Linked DNA regions of Triticum aestivum: region 1 is linked to region 2. The links are chromatin contacts, called in public Hi-C maps. All regions are on one chromosome and are shown on one strand. The core of a region is the stretch at or near the end of the contact, and the rest is flanking DNA. Distances in the headings are between cores, read along the strand shown.

What was found. Hi-C and Micro-C count contacts between places; a contact is called where the count stands out from the background.
Region 1: a contact with region 2 is called in a Hi-C map of leaf, with 5 times the contacts expected there. The contact joins the enhancer-like site here to the promoter of LOC123092889 in region 2. A contact is called at or near these places in 3 of 5 Hi-C or Micro-C datasets (all in leaf).

The regions. Positions count from the first base shown.
Region 1 is chr4B:491,344,146-491,349,456 of IWGSC CS RefSeq v2.1, reverse strand. It overlaps LOC123092892 (protein SHORT HYPOCOTYL IN WHITE LIGHT 1), which reads left to right. Exons shown (of 3, transcript XR_006444922.1): 3 at 1,388-1,903. Among protein-coding and RNA genes, the nearest start is that of LOC123092892, 5.7 kb to the left of the region's middle. Within about 2 kb of position 2,761, at least 4 of the 8 cell types and tissues checked have an H3K27ac peak or open chromatin away from gene starts, as enhancers often do. A contact at or near this core is called in leaf, where this site is marked.
Region 2 is chr4B:490,605,290-490,610,297 of IWGSC CS RefSeq v2.1, reverse strand. It overlaps LOC123092889 (homeobox-leucine zipper protein HOX19), which reads right to left and starts at 3,295. Exons shown (of 3, transcript XM_044514737.1): 1 at 2,529-3,295; 2 at 2,126-2,205; 3 at 1,718-1,808. The coding sequence starts at 2,936. The coding sequence ends at 1,718.

The DNA of each region.
Region 1 (5,311 bases), core at 1,512-4,011, 740 kb before region 2:
TGGATTTTGAACCGGTTTTTCCTGTTTCTGCAATCAGCATTTTATTTTGTGTTACAGTATATGTGGATTGCACTAGCCCTTTCCATCAGTTCGGACTTTTGGTTGCGTTGGCTAGTGCATGAAGCTTATCATGGTATCAGAGCTAAGGTCTTGAGTTCAAGTCCTGGTTTGCGCAATTTATTTAAAAATTGCTGATAGCCCCCCTTTGTGTCCACGTAGAGGCCTCTTGAGTCATACGCGAGTTTCGCGCGCTGTCGCTCTCTTCCGGTTGCACGTGTTGACTTGTCTTCCCCGTCACACGTGAGAGGGGGTGTTACAGTATATGTGGATTGCACTAGCCCTTTCCATCAGTTTGGACTTTTGGTTGCGTTGGCTAGTGCATGAAGCTTATCATTTTGCAAGATGTCCGTTGTCCGATACTTCATTATGACACCCTTAGCGTCTGGGATGGATTCTACTTTGTATTTCTATTTACTGGAATTTTGTTGGATGGGAAACAGTACTCCAAGATAACCCTCCAGGGTGTTGGTTGAGCCTGCGAAAGTGCATCTCTTCCCATCAGGGTTAGCAGAGTCCTCACACTATATGGACATGAACATCAATAACATTCTGAAGTGCTGCATGACCGTTGTATTGCATGATAGCTAGTTCCAGCCTGTGTTTGTAGTGACTGATGACAGAGAATCAACCAGAATCAGAAATATGGCTGTAGAATCAACACGCACCCCAGAATTAAAATTCTGGATAGGAGTTAGGCTGCCGTCATAATCTATTGAACTCATACATATTTTATGTCATATTTGTGGTTACCTGCTAGCCAAGAAATTGATGTCACGCTGGTAGTTGGTTCGTGCAATCAATACACCAGTTAGGGTTGCAGCTGCCTAAAACAGAGGCAGGAAAAAAAATCACCAGTTGCATCCGTTGGCATGTGGGCATTTGTTTTTGAGATATTAATAAAGGTTTAATTATTCAGCTTTTGGAAGATGCCTGGCTACCTGCTTACTGCATTTATTGGGCAAGCTAAATGTTTCCACGTAGTGTACTTGCCATGTACTCCCTCCATTCGGAAATAAGTGACGCTGTTTTGGTTTTTGAACTAAAACAGCGTCACTTATTTCCGAACGGAGGGATTACCTCTCAAAGCTGTAACTTACAGACTTTGCATTTCAAAAACTTAAACAGCGTCACTTATTTCCGAACGGAGGGAGTACCTCTCAAAGCTTTAACTTACATACTTTGCATTTCAGGGGGACACGGCAAAGTCCATCGTTGAGATTTATCAGAACGATGAATTTACAGTTTGTCTGAAACGTTGCATTGATGCTTGTGGAAAACTCAACTTTTAGTCTTTTCTTTCAGTAACTTGTTTGTATTTTCTGTGCAGGTGGTCTGCACATTTGGAAGCATGGTGTTTATAAGCATCCTTCTTGTTCGAGGGATATGGTCTGGAGTAACTTACATCAGAGAAAACCGATACAGCTATATTCAACAGCTCAAGGACGACGACAGCCGGTGGAGCAGAGTACAGCCCGCTGGTTGATCGTTTGCTTTCCTTGCTGGCAACATACTCTGATTCAAAGGGCCCATGAATTATCCAGGGCCACTGTTGAGATAGCATGGATGCTCCCAGCTGTGCACAAAATGCTGATGTTTGTTGTTGCTATAAATTGCTGCTGGAGAATCGAAGGAACCCCCCTGTAGTCTATACAAATAAGTGGTTCTCTTCAACATGATGGTAAAAAATACCGGCGACTAATTGGGTTTTATATCTGGCCTGGCCCCATACTGGCCGGGCCGATCTCGTATTTGTTGTAGTATGAAAGGTGGTGCGAAATGCCTATGGTCAGTACAGTGTAATTCTGTTTCATTTTGATATATGGAGTGGTACTGAATATCCAAAGCTAGTATTTTCTCCTGTGATGCCATGAACTAGCTTGACAGAGTAGTAGTCCCGCTTCTGCAGTGGACGTCAAAATCTTGCCGGGCAACTGTCTTTTGATCTCCATTGGTTTACAGAGGGAGTATGTCTCAGTCTTGCTGCTTTTGGTCGTTCGTTTAGATTCTTTGTTTGCTACTCTCGCCTGATCATTTGCTCAACTGCTTCGTGTTACCTGATGCTTTGAGTTTGAGATTCCTCCTTTGGCTCTCGCTAGCATTTGGTCTGTTTACTTCTAAAAAGGAAGAAGGCCAGAGACAGCGGAAATCCAAGACAGTAGTCGTCACTCAGGTCAGGGGCACTGAGGTGTAGTATTACACCAAACCCTTATTATTGATGGAAAACCTATCAATCTATCAGAATAGATCATGCCATATATCATCAATCGATTTGAATCGTCACGCTTTTCGTTCATTTCAGCCACGCCAACAGACACAACCACGGATCCCGATTCAGAAGATTCTGAGAACGGCGAGTTAGGCTAAGACTTAGGAAGGGCATTTCGACCCTGCCCTAGTTCTCCATCATTTCACAGTATTTAGCCAGTTTGACACCTTTTTGTCATTATTATCACGCGTGCCGACTAGCTACTGCCTACTGCCGATCACTTGTACTACAAGTGTCCCAAATCTTGCTTAGCAGGGACAATATGTCTCTCATACTCCGTCGTGTGTACAACCATGCTAGCTACCCCGTCAGCCAGTTACCCGTCGCCATCGGCGTATTCATGCCGAATCCCTGACGACCCATACTCGACCGTCAGATGCGCATCGGACGGCGCCGCACGCCGCCCCGATCTTCTCCGGACCCATGCGCCTTTATGAGCAAGAGCGACGTGCCCGGCCGCCCCGGAAATGTGGGAGTGGGAGGTGCGCGTCCGTCCACGACGCAGAAAGCCTGCAACGCTGCTGCGCCACATGACTCGCGGCACGGCCACTGGTGGAGGTCTCGTGTTGCACGTACACCTTTCTCTACCAGCCATATCTTGTTGCGGTTGACCGACGCTTAATCTTTGATCGTTTTGGCTGATCCGGCGACAAACATTTCAATCACACAGTTGGGTCGCATTTACGCCGAATCTGACCCAGAACAACAATTTCCTCGTGGCCCGATTTCGGTGGTCCGCTCGTATAATTCCCAAGCTGCTGGCAGTTAACACGCTAAGGCAAATCATTCGGGAAAAAATGCTGCTGGCAGTTAGCACTAGCGATCACCACTGGTTAGGCATGGGGCTGCTGCTGTTTCGTCGACCGGTCGACGGATGATTGAGGCGGCATTTTTCTTTGGAGCACTGCTGGTCGCTAGGCGCGGTACTACACTGGTACGGCACTGGTCTTAGGGGTGGACACGAACTAGTTCAAGAGCCCTATCATTTTGGCCAGGAGCGCACATGCTGACGAACTCTTTCTTAATTTTCAAAAGTAGCCAGACTGAACTGTAGTAGCTTGGACCGCATTTCGTGGTGTGATATGTTAGTAGATTAAGATGTAGATCGGGAGTGCTTTCTCTAGTTTAGGATGAACTGATAAACAGTAGAGCCTACGCCACCATTCGATAGTTATCGATAACAAGTAGGGAAAGTTCATGAAGGCACTACCTATTTGGAGACTTGCAGAAACAGACAACACATCAAACTCAAGCCCTTTGTGGAGTGCTACTACATGCCATGACATTTACCCAAGAAAATGCGTGCCTCTTTTTATTTTTTTGTGACGGAGGAAATTGCGTGCCTCACAAACCAAACGACCAACGCCATCAGTATGTTGGTCCATGCCATGAGTATTCGTGGTACCGCGTACATGGTTGGGATTTGAAAATCTAGGAATGATGCAAACAAACGATTATTTTTCTTACCCCTACGTGAGCTAACGGCGTATGACTGGAGCGAGCGGTCAACCAGACCACAGCTCCGCTCACCCCAAAGGCCCAAACCACCGATCTCGCACGGCAAAAACGAAGCAGCCGGCTGCTACTTGGTTTTTCAAACATAAATTATTTTGAAACAGTTTCTTTTTTTTTTGAAACAGCAAACATAACTTAAGAACAGTCGCCACTTGCGAGCAGCCGTGGACTGGCTCGAACAACTCAGAGCATGCTTGGATACGTTTTAGTCCCATGACTAAAAGTAGTGGGACTAAAACTTGCTAGTCTCACCCATGCTTGGATCCAAATACTAAAGAGACTAAAATCTAGTTATTGAGCATTTATTATCCTCCAAACCCTCCAATCCAGAACTAAGGAGAGGAATTAAATGAGGAGAGAGAGAGCTAATACATATTTTAGTAGGTTTCCCATGACTAAAAGATTTTAGCCTCAAGACTAGTCCTAGCCTCTCTTTAGTCAGGGGTGCTTGAAACTTTAGCCTCTAAAAGAGACTATTTTTAGTCAGACTAAAAATAGTCCCTTGTATCCAAGCACCCTCTCACTCCTGCTAATACAATCCGTAGACTATACCCTTCTGTTTTTTCGAGTCAGAGTTGTGTCAGGACTATGAGACTTCGTTGATTCTCAGGAGTTTGAGCGACACGAGACGAGTCAAAGATGACTTTTGTACTCAAACTTCGGAACATATCAAGTGATAGGGGAGGTTAAATGCTCCCATGCTGCAATGTAATTTCTGCCGTTGGATCTCACATCCTCCAATGGTCAACATCGGTGGGATGTAAACCAGGGCGCGATTATGGACTTCCTGAAGAGCCCTTCTAAAAATGTTAACATAGGTGGGAATAGGTTGAGATACATGCTCCAGTGCAGAAAAATGGATTAGAAAATCAAATGTGTGTCAATGGGTGCATGCTTTTCCACGTAAAAAATGAGAATGAATTTCAAACACCTCAGCGTTGTCGCTCGGCCGCAAACATTAAGATATATGGTTTTTAAATTCTAGTAAATCTAAAACTTGTCTGAATTTCATGAAACTTGGCATGCTATCATGGAATGGCATCAACATGTTGTGATAGAAAAATTATTCCATTTGGGACATATTTGCATATAAGCTTCTAAAAAATCAGAGCTTCTCACACGAAGCCTCATGATGGAGAAACGATATTGGTTGCCTCATTTTGATTTCAAACTTTCGTCTAGTGGCAACATAGACCAACATGAGTGTCGTGTTGAAATTTGAATTTTTTTTGGTTCATTAGGACATTTTTATACATTAACCAAGTTTTGTAGGCAGTTTATGTGCATAATTCAAATTTAAACTACATATACTTGCTCCAATGCAAAAATGGGTTGAAAAATCAAATGGTGTCCTTGGGTACATGATCAGGACCCATGCAAAAAATGGAAATGAATTTTAAACACCTCAGCACCGTTGCTTGCCGGCAAACGTTGAGATACTTAGTTTTTAAATTCTAGTAAATCCAAAAC
Region 2 (5,008 bases), core at 2,046-4,545:
AAAAAATGAGGCAACTGTTTTATATGTTCCCTTTTGGGTCTGCCTAGAGCTTAGTCGACTGAGACTTAACCAAGTTTCAGTTGAGTGATGTCACCGCATTTGTGGTGCTACGAACGACATGGTTGGATGCTGCAACTCGTGGTGCAACATGCTGCAAATGGCAACAACATGCGTTTGTGGCCAACAATGATAGGCGATGTAATCGATGAGCCTCAATGTTGCATACATCAATGGCGGAAACTGCGAGTGATGAGATGACGTGTTGCGAGCAATGAGGGCAAATATTATGACCGATGAGATGACATGCTGCAACCAACACCTACGGACGCTGCGACCGACGAGATAAAGTGTTGCGAGGGCTGTTGGATGGTGCCCCGTCTAGCATGAATCTCCGCGCAAAGATCCAATGGCTAAGCAATCAACTAAACTTGATTATGTCTCAGTCAACTGAGTTTTACCAAACCCTTTCCCTTTGACGTGTCACTTCTTGCGAGCTCGCTCAATCCATATGCATAGAGAAATCAAGGCAGAAGATCAAGAGTCATGGTGTTTTTTTTTCTGGTTACCTAGTAATTACTCAACAATCTAACTGAAAACGACATCTGATGGATGATGAGGCAGAAACCGTACGTCATTAATTACCAGGCAATACCACGAGCTTCTTTCTAGTCAAATCAGAGTGGTCGTGTGAAAATTGGCCTGGTTAACCAGGTTGGGGTTACAACTTACAACGGTGTAATTAACATAACTGAACAGATGGTTAAGCAAGAGCAGAAGAGAGGCTAAGCTTTCCCATTAACAATTAAATGAACCAGCAAAGGCGAAAGCAACCGGGACGCAAAGTAAAGTTTAAGGCCCGACAAGCACAATCATTGAAACGTATATGCATATAAAAAAAGTCAGAAAGGTATACACATTACACACGTACGCACCCGACAGCAAGAGCCTCTCTCTAGCCCTCTCTCATGTCATCATCCAAACACTGCCTGACACGACTAGGAATTAGTTCATCACAGCGGCGGCTTAACCTATTATCTCCTCTCCGATAATCAGCTTTTGAACACAAAAAGGCAGAGAAGCCAACCAAAAGGAGAGGTCCACGGTTACATGCACGCACAAGAATATACAATGGCCGGCCGCTTCGAGTACTAGCTACAAAGCTACTACGGCTGGATGTTTGACTACCTATCGTCTATGGATTGCGCCTATGATTGATGGATGGATTAGCTAAACTGAACAAGATTCGGGACTAAACCCCCAGACCAAGAAATGGCAAAAGTAGGAGGATCATGTCCATGTCCATGTCCTGCAGCTGGCTGCAAGGATCATATGTTACTTGCGACGTGAGGTATTAGCTATGGCGGCCACTGCTACTTACTCGTAGCTAGCTATGGCGGTGGTGCTGATCGATGTTGATGAGCGTCGTGTATGTACGCGCGGTCCGGTGGAGCGCAGATCAGCAGGCGGCGGAGTGGGTAAAGGGGTTGAAGAAGTGGTGGGTGGCGGCCTTGGGCCTGTCGGGGTCGACCTTGCCGGCGGCGGTGGCGGCGGTTCCGCCGAGGCGCTCGCAGGACGGGCAGATGGTCAGCGTGGCGGCCGGCAGCTGCATGTAAAACGGCGCCGGAGGGGCCGCGGCGGAGGACGGCGTCCCGGGGTGTTGGCTGGCGTTGTTGGGCGGTGGCGGCGGGGCGAACTTGATGGCGCGGAGCTCCTGCAGCTCCCGCTGCAGCCGGCGGTTCTCCTCGGTGAGCGTCTCGCAGCAGCGCTTCAGGAACTCGCAGTCCACCTCCGTCTGCTTCAGCTTCGTCCTGCATGCACGTGTAACACGGGATCCAACGTTAGCTATACAAAAAGTTCACCGCCAGAACTGAAACAACCCGTAATTTTAGGCAGAGGGTTCCGCTAATTTTTCATGCATGCATGGACGTAAAAGAAAATGAATTGAGATAGGAGTGCAAGTGCAACACACAAAAATGATTGCCCGTGTATTTTTTAATTTTTTGAGAAGATGAAGAGGTGTATAATACAAGGATTAATTGTTTCAAGTCAGCTCTAGCAGGAGACTGTAAGCTGGAGTGGCAATATCATATAGACATATACTCGCGTATAATACAAGGTTACTAACCTGGCTCTTCTGTTCTGGAACCAGACTTCCACCTGCCTTGGCCTGAGGTTTAGCTGCTTGGCTAAAGCCACTTTCTGCTTCTGCTCAAATCCAAAAAGGACACCCAAAAAAAAGCTGTTCAGTAACTCATTTTTATTTTTGATTCAGTAGCTCATACTCCCTCCGTCCGGAAATACTTGTCATCAAAATGAATAAAAAAGAGGTATCTAGAATACCATAGATCAAGAAAGTAAACCAGATTTGTCGATTTTGCTTGTATGCATGTGTACGCGCGCGCAAAAATGGAGAAGATCTCAGCAGATGATAGATGATGCATGTTAGGTATCCGCGGCTATCTATCGGCGGTGAATCGATTCGAACGTGACTAGTACGCATGCGTACGTAGCACGTACAACGTACGTACCGGGTTGAGGGTGCTGTGCTCCTTGAAGCGGTCCTCCAGGAGCGCGGACTGCTCCTTGGTGAGCCTCAGCTTCTTCCGCGTGCTGCCGTCGTCGTCCTCCTCGGCGCCGGCCGCCGTGGACGACACCATCTCGCCCAGGTCCGCCTCCTCCGCGCGCTCCCTCTTCACCGCGCCCCCCACTGACATGGACGACACGCCGCCGGACGCGGTGCTGGTCATGGTGGTGTCTTCCGGCATGCTGAGGGTCAGCGACGGCTCCAGCGACGGCGCCGCCTCCCACAGGGTCAGCCGGCTGCTGCTGTTGTTGCCGCGGTGCGCCGACGACGACCCGTCGCCTCCGCCTCGGCCCCCTCCGCCCAGGGACAGTCCCAGCGCCAGGCCGGCGTCGTGGACCTCCTCCTGCGCCATGGCGTGTCGCACAAATCGGCAGAGCCAATGGTCTCTAGCTAGCTTGACCCAAGAATCAGCAAACTATCTTGTCTATCTGCGCTGCCTTGCCAGGCGCCGACTTGAATCCTCTCGCAAGTCTTGCAGGGTGTCGCGGAAGTGTATTCACGCGTCTGTGTAGGAGAGGAGAGGAGAGGGGTGGGGAGGAAGGTAGGAATGAGTGAGGGGAATGAATTGGTTGAGGCCGAGGGGTTGAGAATATTTGAGGAGGAAGAGGAGCGAGGGAGGGAGGTGTGGAGCCGCCCGGGGGGGACAAGGCGATGCAAACCCACATCACACGGGCGTACGCGCACGCGCACTCGACACTTGCGAATGTTTGACAAGCCCAGCAGGCAGCAGGGAGATCGACCCCTCGCGTCGGGAGGGTCCAGACTCCACAGACCAGAGTGCCGTGCTGCGCCCTCCCTCTCTCTCTCTCTCCCTCCCTGCGCGTGTTCCCTCCTGCAGATCTGCATATTTTTCATCCTGTTCTCAACAGCCAGCCATCGCTGCTGCTCAAAAGCCCGGTTTTTCTTTTAGGTTTTTCTCGTGCTGCTGTTATGGATGATTAGGGGTGCCGCGTGGACGCGCGTGTGTAAAGGGGCCGGCAATATTAGAAGCCGCACGCACACATCAGTCTCGCTTGGCCCCTTGTGCCCACACGCATGCATGTAGGCATTACAAAAGGTGAGACATGCAGCAGATCCTCCGTTTCTTTTTTGCTTGCTACTACTACGAGTCTGTTCTGTTCACCGAGGGTGGGCGCGTTCTAGATCAGTTAGGTACGCACGTACTCCCTCCGTTCCGAATTACTTGTCTTAGATTTGTCTAGATACGGATGTATCTAGCATTAAAATAAGTCTAGATACATCCGTATCTAGACAAATCCAAGACAAGTAATTCGAAACGGAGGGAGTACGTGTATAGATGATAGACTCGTCCGTTCAGGTACGGACACATCCACATCCCGCTTTGGTTCTAGTAGAAGAAGTATTTCACATGATGATCATGCATGGCTCGATAATTGTTAGGTATTTGCACAAATGATTGTGATGGAGATGGATGCGGTTGTGGAAAAAATATTGCGACTCATCATGCACCCACCCAACCATATGAACCACCTTCCCTTCCCTACGTATGCGCTCATTTACTAGACGTGTAGTTGGCCGGCCTGCCCTGGTGTGTGTGTGTGTGTGTGGTTTCTTCCCGATCCCTGGTTACTTTCCTTGATCACCATCAAGTGCTACTACTGGTATGGACTTTTTCTGCAACCTGGCTACCCTCCCAATTCCATGTAGCTAGCTTAGGTCTTGTTGGCTGGCCTCTAGCCCCCGGCCTTTCCCTCGCCACCTTCCTGCTTTCCACATAGGACATGAGCGCGCCCCTGGACCGGAAACTGACCTCTTTTGCGCGGTGTGGGGCAGGGCTGCTGCCTCATCCTGTGACATCTTTCTCAATGATAGGCCTGGAGTGAGTTCACATTGCATCCGTCCATCAGTCTTTCTCATCTCTTGCTTGCTAACCAGGGCGTTGTGGCTAACCAGGCTGGGGAGAATTAATTGTGGCACGACTTTCTTCCTCGATTCTACTGGCGCTTCCACTGTTTTCTTGGTTGGTTTACGTTCCTTTTTGTGTGTTGCACATCATCACATGGCCTGCCTTGTCATATACAGTAGTAGAGGGGAGTTGGAAAACAATAGAGGAATTAATCACGCAATTCCGATTACTCAGAAACTCCCAGTTTGAAATTAAGATCAAACGCACTTTATTAGTTCATAGGCAGAAATGGCATGGACCAGCATCGCGACCAACATTCATGGTGGATATATCATCGTCGTGTACAAATTAGGATACGCCCGCACCTCGCATGCCTACGTAATGCATGCGTGCCAAACGTCGAAACCATCAGGATTGCACCATGATCAGTTCGCTGTTGCACGCCACACAAGTCGGATTCTCCTTTGAATGATTGAAACTTGAAGGACACTGGGTCACTGCACATTGATTGAGGGCTACCATGCCATCGATCCTTGACGGCCACACATGAGATGTTG